Linked DNA regions of Mus musculus: all the other regions are linked to region 2. The links are chromatin contacts, called in public HiChIP or PLAC-seq and promoter capture Hi-C maps. All regions are on one chromosome and are shown on one strand. Each heading gives the region's core, a stretch centred on a gene start, on an enhancer-like site or on the middle of the called end of the contact. The rest is flanking DNA. Distances are from core to core; before and after follow the strand shown.

Evidence for each region. Promoter capture Hi-C pulls out the DNA fragments that hold promoters and counts their contacts. HiChIP or PLAC-seq counts read pairs in DNA pulled down with a chosen protein or histone mark.
Region 1: an H3K4me3 HiChIP or PLAC-seq map of craniofacial prominence shows a contact between it and region 2, with 4 times the contacts expected there. The contact joins the promoter of Bhlha15 here to the promoter of Arpc1a in region 2. A contact is called at or near these places in 2 of 39 promoter capture datasets (cranial neural crest and hippocampal neurons) and 1 of 115 datasets of contacts at active chromatin or transcription factors (craniofacial prominence).
Region 3: a contact with region 2 is called in a promoter capture Hi-C map of hippocampal neurons, with 2.3 times the contacts expected there. The contact joins the promoter of Dmrt1i here to the promoter of Arpc1a in region 2. A contact is called at or near these places in 2 of 39 promoter capture datasets (cranial neural crest and hippocampal neurons).

The regions. Positions count from the first base shown.
Region 1 is chr5:144,188,114-144,191,751 of GRCm38.p6, reverse strand. It overlaps Bhlha15 (basic helix-loop-helix family, member a15), which reads right to left and starts at 1,466. Exons shown (of 2, transcript NM_010800.4): 1 at 1,394-1,466; 2 at 1-731. The coding sequence starts at 680. The coding sequence ends at 87. Lmtk2 (lemur tyrosine kinase 2) reads right to left here. Exons shown (of 14, transcript NM_001081109.2): 14 at 3,544-3,638.
Region 2 is chr5:145,081,677-145,085,195 of GRCm38.p6, reverse strand. Arpc1a (actin related protein 2/3 complex, subunit 1A) reads right to left here and starts at 1,327. Exons shown (of 10, transcript NM_019767.2): 1 at 1,224-1,327.
Region 3 is chr5:144,355,397-144,359,373 of GRCm38.p6, reverse strand. Dmrt1i (Dmrt1 interacting ncRNA) reads right to left here and starts at 1,451. Exons shown (of 2, transcript NR_102374.1): 1 at 1,330-1,451. It overlaps Baiap2l1 (BAI1-associated protein 2-like 1), which reads left to right and starts at 1,262. Exons shown (of 14, transcript NM_025833.3): 1 at 1,262-1,583. The coding sequence starts at 1,533.

The sequences.
Region 1 (3,638 bases), core at 217-2,716, 890 kb after region 2:
CTGGAGCTTGCAGCACAGAGGGACAACAGCTGAGAAGAGCAGGCAGGCTCCTCACTGCCAACCTGCCCCGGAGCCCGAAGCGCGTGCTAGCTCCCCTCTCTGAAGCTGTGGATCTGTGTAGAGTAGCGTTGCAGGTGGCCTTGGGGCTGGTCCTCAGTGACACCAAGCATGGCCCCAGCTACCTGCTGCTGCTGCTGCTGTTGCTGCTGCTGGTGATGGTAGTGCTGGTATAATTTAGGGCCTGGCGCAGGACCTGGTGCCTCCAGCCCCGGGAGGCGGCTGCTGGACATAGTAAGTATGGTGGCGGTCAGCGACTTGATATAGTTCTTGGCCAGCGTGAGGGTCTCGATCTTGGAGAGCTTCTTGTCAGCCCGCACGTGCGGGATGACCTCGCGCAGTGCCTGGAAGGCATTGTTGAGTTTATGCATCCGCTGCCTCTCTCGCTCATTGCTCTCCAGCCGCCTCTGAACACTGTTCTCCCTGCGGCCACCAGACCCCTGTCGCCGGCGGCTGACCTCTCCCCGACCTCCGCTTGCACGCGCTGTCCTGCTCCGGAGACCCTTTGTCAGCTCTGACCCCCCTGAGCCTGACTGGGGTCTGTCAGGTGTCTGCTCTCCTGGGGTGGCTTCTGTGTCCTGCATGGGTGTTCGGCGCCGAGGGGGCCGGTTTTTGGTCTTCATAGCTCCAGGCTGGTTTTCCCAGGAGGTGGTGGCTGGGTGAGGCCCTTCCAACTGAAATTCAGAACACAGCCCCTCTGCAGTCATTCAGTGTGGCCAGTGGACACGCGGCATGGCTGTCTCATTGCTTCCTTAGCCAGTGCAGCTGACCACTGGTGCTTAGTGGACACCTAGGCGCTTCCCGTCCACACTGAACCCTGAGTTGACTCACCTGTGCTCCCAAAGCCCTGGCTGAGTTCACACTGACCCACTTTTCTCTAACCTACCATCCCTTCTTCCCTCCCCACTTATCTGGGAACCCATTTTGGGTCCCCTGCTCCTCCTGAGCCTCCGTACTTGACAATTTGCTTAAACCACCCAGGAACAGGTCCCAACCCTGGCTTATGGGTCCCCCCCGCCCCCCGACACTGTCATTTGTCCCAGACAGGCAGCACCCTTTAAACATCACGTTTACAGCTGGACATGACACAGGTCCAGACATGATCAGAACCAGAACCTCAGTGAGTGCACGCAGGACAGCTCACAGGTCAGACTGATAGTTGCCAAGGCCCTGCAGCAGCCCCCAGTTCTACCACGTGGACAGCACCAGCCAGTCTGAGTGGAAGCCACCATCCCATCTGTCTGTCTGTTTTCCCCTACAGCTGCCAGGCGTCTGATCAAGCTTCTGGGGTTCCCTCCCAGCAGTCCTATATAGTTTCCCCAACCCCTTGGTTTACCTGGGGATTCGAGGCCGTACGCGCAGAGGCTGCCCACGGGGGACAAGGACACGTAGCTTTAGCCACCACGGGCGGGGCTGCGGGAAGCATGTAAATGAGTTCGCTGGGAGGGGCCAGGGCGGCACCTGCGGCCACGCCCCTCGCTCTGAGGACCCGTGCGGACCCGCCTTCCCTTCCCTCCCTCCAGTTCTGAGAGCAGGCGACCTCTCTGGGGACTTGCCAGGGCGGGGAGGGGGGGGGGGGGACCCGGATCGCATCTGGCCAGGACACCTGGCCTTGGGGTTAAGAGTCAGAACAGAGTCTAGGATAAGCCACCCTGCATAGTCTTGCAGGAACCACATCCACCTCCCTGAGCGAAGCTGGCAAGCTCTCTCCTTCCCTGCCCTGGAGCACCCTGGTTTCTCCAGCGGACTCTGCTAGTCCTAAGGGCTCAAGGACAGGGCTGTTCCTCTTTTTGTCTCCCCTTACTGAAATGGGGTGCAAGGGGGTGCCACCCATGTCTACCTATCTGTTGCTAGCTCCTGCCTTGGTTTCCCGAGGTTACAAGGGAATTACAATATAAAAGGTTATGGGGCAGTAAGATGCCTATGGGTAGAGGGGAAGATGCCAAGACTGAGGAGCCTGGGACCCACAAAGTGGGAGGAGAGAACCAATTCCCCCAAGTTGTTCTCTGACCTCTATGTGAGTGTCATGTTGCTCACAGAAAACAGGTTTTCTTGCTAGCCTTTATCTGTGTGTCTATTTTTGGTGTATGTGCATGCTCCTAGGTCAGAGGGACAGCTTGCAGGAGTCTGTTCTCTACTTCCACCACGTTGTGCCGGGGTCGAACTCAAGTCCTTCGGTTTGGCTGCACGTGACGTTACCAGCTGTGCCATTTTGCTAGCTGTAGCACACTGGCTGCCCTTGCGCACCTGACCCTCCAGTGTCTCCTCTGCCTCCCAAGTGCTAGAACTGCAATTGGGTCATGGCACACTCAACTAAAATGTGCTGAAAATATATATTCTTTGATCCAGTGACTGTTGTAGTTACAGATGTGTGTTGGGGCAGTGTGGTGCTAGGGACCAAACCAGTGTTTCTTCACATGTGCTCAGCTCAGCTACATCCCTGGCTCTTTTTTTTCCTTTTAGAGACAGACTCCAAAGCCAAGGCTGTCCTCAGACTCATGGCTACCCTTCTGCCTCAGCCTCTTGCTGCAGGAATCATAAGGGTAACTGGTCACTAGGCTCAACTAATAGTAGTGTGTCTCCCCCCCACCCCCCCATTAATAGGACAGGTCTAAACAACTCAGCCAGGACTCTGCATAGCTCTGGCTAAGTTCAGCAGGCTTGGGTCTCAGTACTTGTGACACAGTCATGTGGGCCATGGTTCTGGTAGAAAGCTGTCACCTCCCTCATGTCATTTGGACTTCAATGAAAGGACTGGGGGCGGGGGGAACTGAGACACCCCCATACTGCATACAACTGCTACTGCTTTTTGAGACAGGACCTCATCCTTACCAGAGCCTGGGCTGTTATGGACACATGGCAATCCTCCTGCCTCAGCACCCATCTGCTGGTATTACAGGCACACACCATGCCAAACCCAGTGAAAGGCTGTTTTGTTTGGGGTGTGTGTGTGTTTTGTGGTACCCGTGCATGTCCACAAGTGTAAGGTGTGAAGGTCAGAGTTCAACATCAACTGTCATCCTCGGGGCACCGGTTTCTGTTTTGTTGAGGCGGGATCTCCCACTGGCCTAGAGTGCTAGGCTGGCCAGTGAGCCCCAGGGTCTGCTGCCTCTGCTACCCCAGAACCAGACGACAGGCATACTGGCTCCACTCTACCCGACCTTTTGATTTTAAACATCATGGGTTTTAGAAACAGAACATAGGTTTTCTCAGCAAATAAGCCATTTCCCAGACAGAAAGGCTGGCTGTGACCTCTTGGAGTAGCATGTGGGGCCTGGGCCAAGGCCAAATCCTTATAAGCCAAATCTCGCTACAACTCCTCAGTAAGTAGAAAGGCTTGGATTACAGAGCCCACAACCACACACGCACCAGACGCTGCAGTCCCCTGACAATCACCCTCGTGCCTTAGGACCACGGGGAGCTCAGAGATCCACAGCACCAGGCCAAACCCGCACATGGAAAAAACAAGGAGTAAATGTAGCAACAGAGATTATTATAAATATATAACTATATTTATTTTGAATATTAAATAGTTTTTAAATTACAAGCAATTTATTGAATCACACTAAGCTTCAATATAC
Region 2 (3,519 bases), core at 78-2,577:
CATCCTCTAAAGGAGTCTGCAATTTCCAATGGGTCCTCTCAGCTGTGAACAGCATATGAATTGAAGAAGCCTTCCCCCAACCCCCACCCCTGAGACAGCCAGTGACTTGATCTAATGGGGTAAACACCCGGGACTGATAACTTATAGAGACCTGAAATCCTAAGGCCTACTAGGAAACCAAAAGATTAAGGGAACTGATAAAATAGGATGCCAACCTAGGTCATTTCAGAAACTGGGCAAGGAGAAGATAGGAGAGAAACACACCATGACAACAGATGGCTTTATACTCAGAGATTCTAAGCTGCAATTTATTAAGTGCCTCCCATGTTCCCAACAGTGTTCAGTATCTGAACGGGGCCAGGAACATGAATAAATCCTTGTCCTCATGTCCTTCTCCGGAGGAAAGAGAGCAGAAAGTAAAGGAAGGCAGATATGCCTTGAAAGTCTCAGAAGCACCAGTAATGGCTATCATTTATTATCAGATCATTTGAACAGCTTCTCTGGGTTAGGAATTGCTGTAAGCAACTCAAGCACACGAACTCCACGCGAAACCCATAAAACCAAGTAGACTAAGAATCTTCTTACTGCAGCTGGGGAAACTGAGGCACCAAGAAACAACCTTCCCAGAGACACCTGACAAAGTGGCAGAGTCAAACGGGAACTCGGAGGGTTCTACATAAAGGACCCTATGAATACGGGTGCAGAGGAGAGTACAAGTCTGACTTGCGGGGGCGGGGGCTAGAGCTAGGGAATCTTAAGGTTACTGGAAAGATGGGCTTTCTCTTGCTGGGAAGGGTTCCCCAATAACTGACGGTTCGGAGGCTGCTCTAGGCAACATCCTAGATGTTGACGAGATGAACAGATACTCGTGACAAGCCACCGGGGGATGGGGGGGGAGATCCGCCCGTCTAAACTAATTTTACAGATTGTGGTAAATGCTCACAGTAGGGGTGCAAATGGTACTATGGGGGTGTCGGAAGCCGAGTTGTTCCTTCTCTCATCCGAGATGGAGGGCAGCTGGAAAGTGCTCAGAAACGCTCGGTCTGTGTGTGAGGGGGGCACCAGGGACTCAGAGGTAACCACGAAGGGCTGAGATCCCGGGCCCCTCAGCTCCAGACCCCGCGCCTAACAGCCCTGGGCCCGCCGCCCCCGCGTGCCATAGAACATACAAAAAAAAAAATGGAGGCGACCCGGGCCAGACTCTCCGCCCTGTGGCTCCTTACCTGAGGTTGGGGAGGTCTGGAGGTCCGGAGCGGACGATTCGCGGACTCTGGTCAGTCGACGCGAACTGGCTCCGGCGGGCGCGGACGGAGGAGGGAGGCCTAGAGGGAGAGGCTGACAGATCCCGGAAGTGACCGGAGCGCCTGCGCAGAGCGGCCGCTCTCAGCTGGCGCTTGGCGCAGGCGCAGGCGCAGAACGTAGCCTTTGTTGGCGTGTTCTGTCTGAAGAGCGGCTGCTGCTCAGGTGAGGCAGCCGCTCGTCAGCGCTAGGGCGTGCTTGTGGAACTGGATGGGCGTCCTACTCCTTTCTTTAAGGAGGTTTTAACACACACACATTTCTGAACCATGGCCCAAGTGTGCAGCGTTGGGAGCTTCTCAAGTGCTTTTTGTTACAAATTACTGAGCTAGGATCTCTCAGGCTTTGTGGTTCTGAAGAACAATTCAAAATAAAATAAAATAAAATAAAAATATTTATGTGGCTGGGCGGTGGAGGCGCACGCCTTTAATCCCAGCACTTGGGAGACAGAGGCAGGTGGATTTCTGAGTTTGAGGCCAGCCTGGACTACAGAGTGAGTTCCAGGACAGTCAGGGCTACACAGAGAAACCCTGTCTCCAAAAAAAAAAAAAAAAAAAAGAATTATATGGATGTCTGTGTCGGTATACGCATGTGAATTCAGGTGCCCCTGGAGGCCAAGAGAGCAACAGATCCTCTTGGAGCTGGAATTGTAAGTTACACCATGTGGGTGCTGGGAACTGAACTCAGGTCCTCAGCGAGAACAATACAATCTTTTAAGCTGAGCCATCTTGCCAGCCCTTGAAACTATGTTTGTGTTCCTTCATAGAGGGTGGGTCAGAACTGGTGACTATTTTCTGCCTGGCGGACTGTCCCTGTCCTGGACCCTCAGTAGAAAGTCTCAAGTCTACCTAAGAGTCCCCTTGACTGTTCCTAGATCAGGACCACTTGTTCCTGCACCCACAATGACACCACAAGAAGGCGCAATGGTGACATGGAAAGAGTGTATTCTATGTAGATGCAATTTATAAGAACTGCCCTGAATGCTACATCCAGTCAGACTGTTGCCCCTGCTCTGGTAGAAATTATGAAGCAACCAGTTAAGTACCCAGGTTCCACTAGAGGTAGGCACCCCAGTCCTTGTCTTGTGGTGGTCTATATATTTGACCCAGTGGACAGTAAACACTGCCCTAACAGAAATAAGGGAATAGTCTATTTCGAGTCAAATATCCATGAGCATTGCTTAGCAGTGCTCGGATTCCTTACCCTAAGTGTTTGCCCCACCTTGAAAACAGTTGCGTTATGGTCTTTAGAATTATTATCGGTCTGTGTGTGTGTGTGTGTGTGTGTGTGTGTGTGTGTGTGTGTGAGTGTGTGTGTGTGTGAGTGTGAGTGTGTGTGTGAGTGTGTGTGTGAGTGTGAGTGTGTGTGTGTGCTGTGTGAGTGGGTAGCACTCATATGGTGGTCAGAGGTCAGCTCTGTGAACTCAGTTCTCTGCTTTCACCTTTACACGGATTCCAGAGATCCAACTCATGTGGTCGGACTTGTTCAGCAAGCGCTTTTCCCACCAAGCCATCTCGCTGGCCTTGGGTGAACTTTTATAGTTGCAGGACAAGAGAAAGCCACACATCAGAACATTTAGCAGAGTTGCATTGGTGGGAACATCGGATAGGAGGGTTATAGCAAGAAGAGTCAATCTTTCCTAGGTTTCAACTTAGGTTAGAGAACTCTTAGCCTTAGTGTTGGAGGAAGCTAGAGATCTGCTGATACACCACAAGGGCTTTACATAACAAGCCTGAGAAGGTTAGCTAAGTATAAAAATAAAGATCATGGCTAGTGTTGTAGCTCAGTTGACAAGAGTGCTTACCTAACAGTCACAAACCCCTCTGTTAGCTCCAGCCCTGTACAAACCTGACGCGGTGCCACGTGCCTGTAACGGCAAGCACTTCAGAGGCAGAGGGAGGAAGATCAGAGCCAGTGTAGGCAACATAAGGGTTTGAGGGCAGCCTAGACTACATGAGATCGTGTCTCAAAAAAGAAGACTCACTAGGCTGGAGAGATGGCTCAGTGGTTAAGAGCACTGACTGCTCTTCCAGAGGTCCTGAGTTCAAATCCCAGCAACCACATGGTGGCTCACAACCATCTGTAATGGGATCTGATGCCCATTTCAGATGTGACTGAAGACAGTGACATGTATGTATGTATGTGTGTGTGTTCTATTAAAAATCGAAGATTCAAAAAGGGAAATGAAGGCTAGTAGATAACTACTAAATGGCCTGAGATGCC
Region 3 (3,977 bases), core at 202-2,701, 730 kb after region 2:
TATGCTCTTGTACTCCCAGTGCTGGGAATTTGGGAGACAGGTGGATTCATGGGGCTTGTGGAGACTTGATAGCCATCAGTCTATCCTTTTTAGCTACTTCAGTAAGAGACTCTGTCTCCAAGATATATATAGTAGATATCGGCTGAGGAATGACGCCCAAGGTTGACTTCTTGTAACACACACACACACACACACACACACAGAGGAAATTTTTAGACAGTCTTGTGATTTACATAGTTGTAAAGCATGGGATTTTAAACTTATTCTTAATGTTCTGTTATTCCAGTAATCAGATCTTGGCGTTAGTTACTTTTTTTGGCACCCCGGAACTTTCAAAATTGTGGGTGGCTCCATCCATGAGAAACCATGCCCCGTGGACCTTCAATCAGGGAAACCGATTCGTAGGAGGTATGTGGAAGTTACTCAAAGGCAGAGAGCTTAGAGGATTCACCTGCGGAGGATGTGAGCCTCGAGCTTTCAGAGCCAGCACCTTGTGGCGGACACTAGACCAAAGACCTAGAAGCCCAAAGGTCCAGGTCCTGTTCTAAAAGACACCACAGTGTAGGGGCTTGGCTGGAACTCTGGGAGGGCCGGGAGAGGGCGAACAGAGGTATTACCTCCACTGCCAAGCCTTAGGCGAGATGGCCTGGTCCACTGGGTCCAGCCACCTCGCCTTGTACTGCTCCAGCCTCGCCCACCAGGCTGCTCAGCCACGCCCACACGAGGAAGACTCTCCCATTCCCTTGCCTGCCTCAGCTGGGGCTGTCTAAACCACGCCATCCTCGCTTCAGCACCGCCCATCGGTCTGCTAGACCGCGCCCACCGGCTCAACTCTGCGGTGCCACTCTGGCGGACACAGCTAGGGCGACTTCGTTCACTCCGTCCCTTCTTGTTTCGGCCACGCCCATCCGCCATCTAGGCCACGCCCATCAGTCCATTTCAGGTGGGGGGAGTAAGGGCGCGTCCCCTCCCCTTGGCTTCTCCCTCTTGTTGGCCTCTCAGACCCCACCCCCGCTCCACGTCTCAGCTGGGGCCAATCAGTCCGGCGCGCTGGCCGGGCTTCTGCTCCGCTTAGCAAGCCCCTAGGCCACGCCCACCTAGCGCAACAAGTCTCTTCCAGGTTCCCCCGGTTGCCCCAAAAGATCGACCCTCCCACCAGGCTGTCTCCGCGCGAGGCCGCCCCGCCCACTCTAGAGTACTCAGCCTAGGCCCCGCCCACCTCAGGTGGGGCTGCCCCGCCCTCTGGCCGTACGGCCCCGCCCACTCCGCCCGCCTCAGGTGGGGCTGCCCGTCCCTTTGCTCGTCCCAGCCTTGGCAGGCTACGTCTACCTCGCAGCTCCTTACAGACCGAAGCGCCGCAAAGTTTTGACATTTTGGCAGCAGAGACGCGCACTGACTCTCTCCCGCTGACAGCTGTGGCGGCGGCCGACTCTCAAGGACCACTCAGTCTCAAGTCCTAGGCGCTCCCGCCGCCCGGCGGCCACGAGGCCCCGCCGCGTCCTCCCGCGCTCGCCCTCCCGGAGGCTGCAGCCATGTCTCGGGGGCCGGAGGAGGTGAACCGGCTCACGGAGAACACGTACCGGGTAAGTGTGGGACTTTGCGGAGCTCGAGACGGGAGACCGGGGGGATCCGGGACTCTGTGGTTCCAGGCTGAGGGCGGAGGCTGGGAGGCCCGGAGACTTGGGAACTCCAGGGTTCGAGGCCAGGAACGTGAGCCCGGACAAGCAGCTGACCATTGTCGCCAGCGGGGTCGGTCGAGATTCTTTTTCGCTTTTGAGATAAAGTGGGGACTTTACATGATAAGGGCCTCCCCTTCCCCCTTGGACCCTTGGAGACTCCCAGGGACCCCACATTTCCCGTGTTGGGGGAAGGGGATTGGAGACGTGGACGACAATCCGCGGGGTCCCCGAGAGGTTCTTATCCTCCCCCAACTTCTCTTTGTGGTCAGTGACTGCGCTGGTCTGACCGCTGGGGCTAACCCCTCCCCAGATCCAAAAGAGAGAGAGAAAAGAGACAAGCTCGAGTTTCCTCGGAGAAAAGAAAGAATGTAGGGGAGAAACTCCTCCGTAATTAGGAATCCATCGCCAGGTGAGCCTGGCTCCCTCGGCTCAGGGAATTTTCTAGGCTGCCAGGGAATCTGCTCCTGGGAAGACTTGAAACGCCTTCGCCCTCTTGGACTCTTTCATACAGTAGCTTTTAAGTTCGATTTGGCTTTTGATTACTTTTTGTTTAGCGTTTTGACAGTTTTATACATCTATATACAATTATTATGAGCATGTTCGCCCGCAGTTGGACTGTTTCTACGTTCATGATTTGGGGAGGTTATTGGAGTCAGAGAGCACTGAGATTTTAATAAGAATTGACTTAAGCTGACAGAACGTGTGGTGATTGGTCGCTTAACTGGCATGTTATGTGAGAGAATTTTTCCAGAAACAGACATGGGATTAGTGGCCAGTTTAGTAAGTTTAAGTACTTATAAATGAATTCCATTTGAAATGAGATATCCGTTTAATCATCTGCTATTAATAGAATACAAAACAACTTTTGTTTTAATTCCACTTAGGTCCACTGAACCCCTGAGATTTAAAGTTCTCTAAATTTACTTGTAGTCATGATTAAAACCCACTCTTTGGTCATTTCTCTAGATTCTTTTTTCACCCACTCTTTGGTCATTTCTCTAGTTTTTTTTTTTTCACCCCTAAAATTGAGTTTCTAGATTTGCAAGGTCTTAGTTCCTGAAATCAGAATTTATTGAGTTGCTGGAAAATCATTTTAAAGCAGCATGAAAATATTTTCAGAATTCATTGTGGCTCCAAATCATATCCACCCCTCCATGTGTGCACTATAACATTTATTCTAGATAGACAAAGTAGACTGTATTATTATGATTTTGAAGGTTCACAACTGTGACCAAAACCTGTTCCTATTAGTGTGCTTCCTTAATTAAATGATAATTTTTAGAAATGCCAGAAATTTGAATGTTTAAAGCCTTGTATTTGGATTGGCATTGTTCAGACTTAAATGATGTGAAGCCGGTAGAACTGGGGTGTGGGGTGTCGACAGAGTATGGAAGTAAAATGCCCTAGCGTGGGGGAGACAAGATACTCAGATGAATACTCAGTCAAGGAAAAACCATAACTGAGGAATGTGGGTTATTTATTGTAGTCTGTGCGTGGAATCCGAGCATCTGCTGCAGTGGAAAACACAGGCACAGTTAAGTTTCTCAAACACAATTGATTGTTTATCTTGCTGGTCTGGAAAGAAAATGTCAACTTTAGACAAGCAATCAGATGCCCTGAGCAAACTGTTCTTTTTCTCACTTCTGACTGAGAAACCTTTGGTTGGTGTGGGCAGGCAGATTACAGTACCACAAAAATGAACCACCTTGGCCTGTCTTTCTACCCACAGAGCTGGAGTAAGAGGAAGACTGTTGATTTTGTTGGTTTGGTTGTTGTTGACTGTTGATTTTGTTGTTTTGGTTATCCGCATTGGTAGACGTAAGGCATAGTTAGTCCTTTTGGGGATGTTTTGTTTTCTGACAGGGTCTCACTATGTAGCCCTGATTGGCCTGGAATTTGATATGTAGACCCGGTTGACCTCAGATTCAGAAGTTCACCTTCCTCTGCCCCCTCCCAAGGGCTGAGGTTAAAGCACTACAACTCCTAGCTATTTAGTTGTTGTTGTTGTTGTTTATTTGTTTGTTTGTTTTTTTCCTTATTCTTTTTTTAAAGACACTCTTGTATATGTAGTCTAGGCTAGCTTTCCTATGAACTCGCTATGTATCCCAGGCTGGTCTCAGCCTCCCCAATGCTGGGGTTGGAAGTGTGCACCGCCATACTGGCTCATTTTCAGTTTTGAAAGGTTGTAATAGATTGAAGATCAGAAACCAGTGTGTTATTGGTTTCCATCCCCAAGTGTTGAAACATTTCAAAAGCTCGCTAAATGTCAATTGATTTTAACCAGGATTTCCTTGTTAA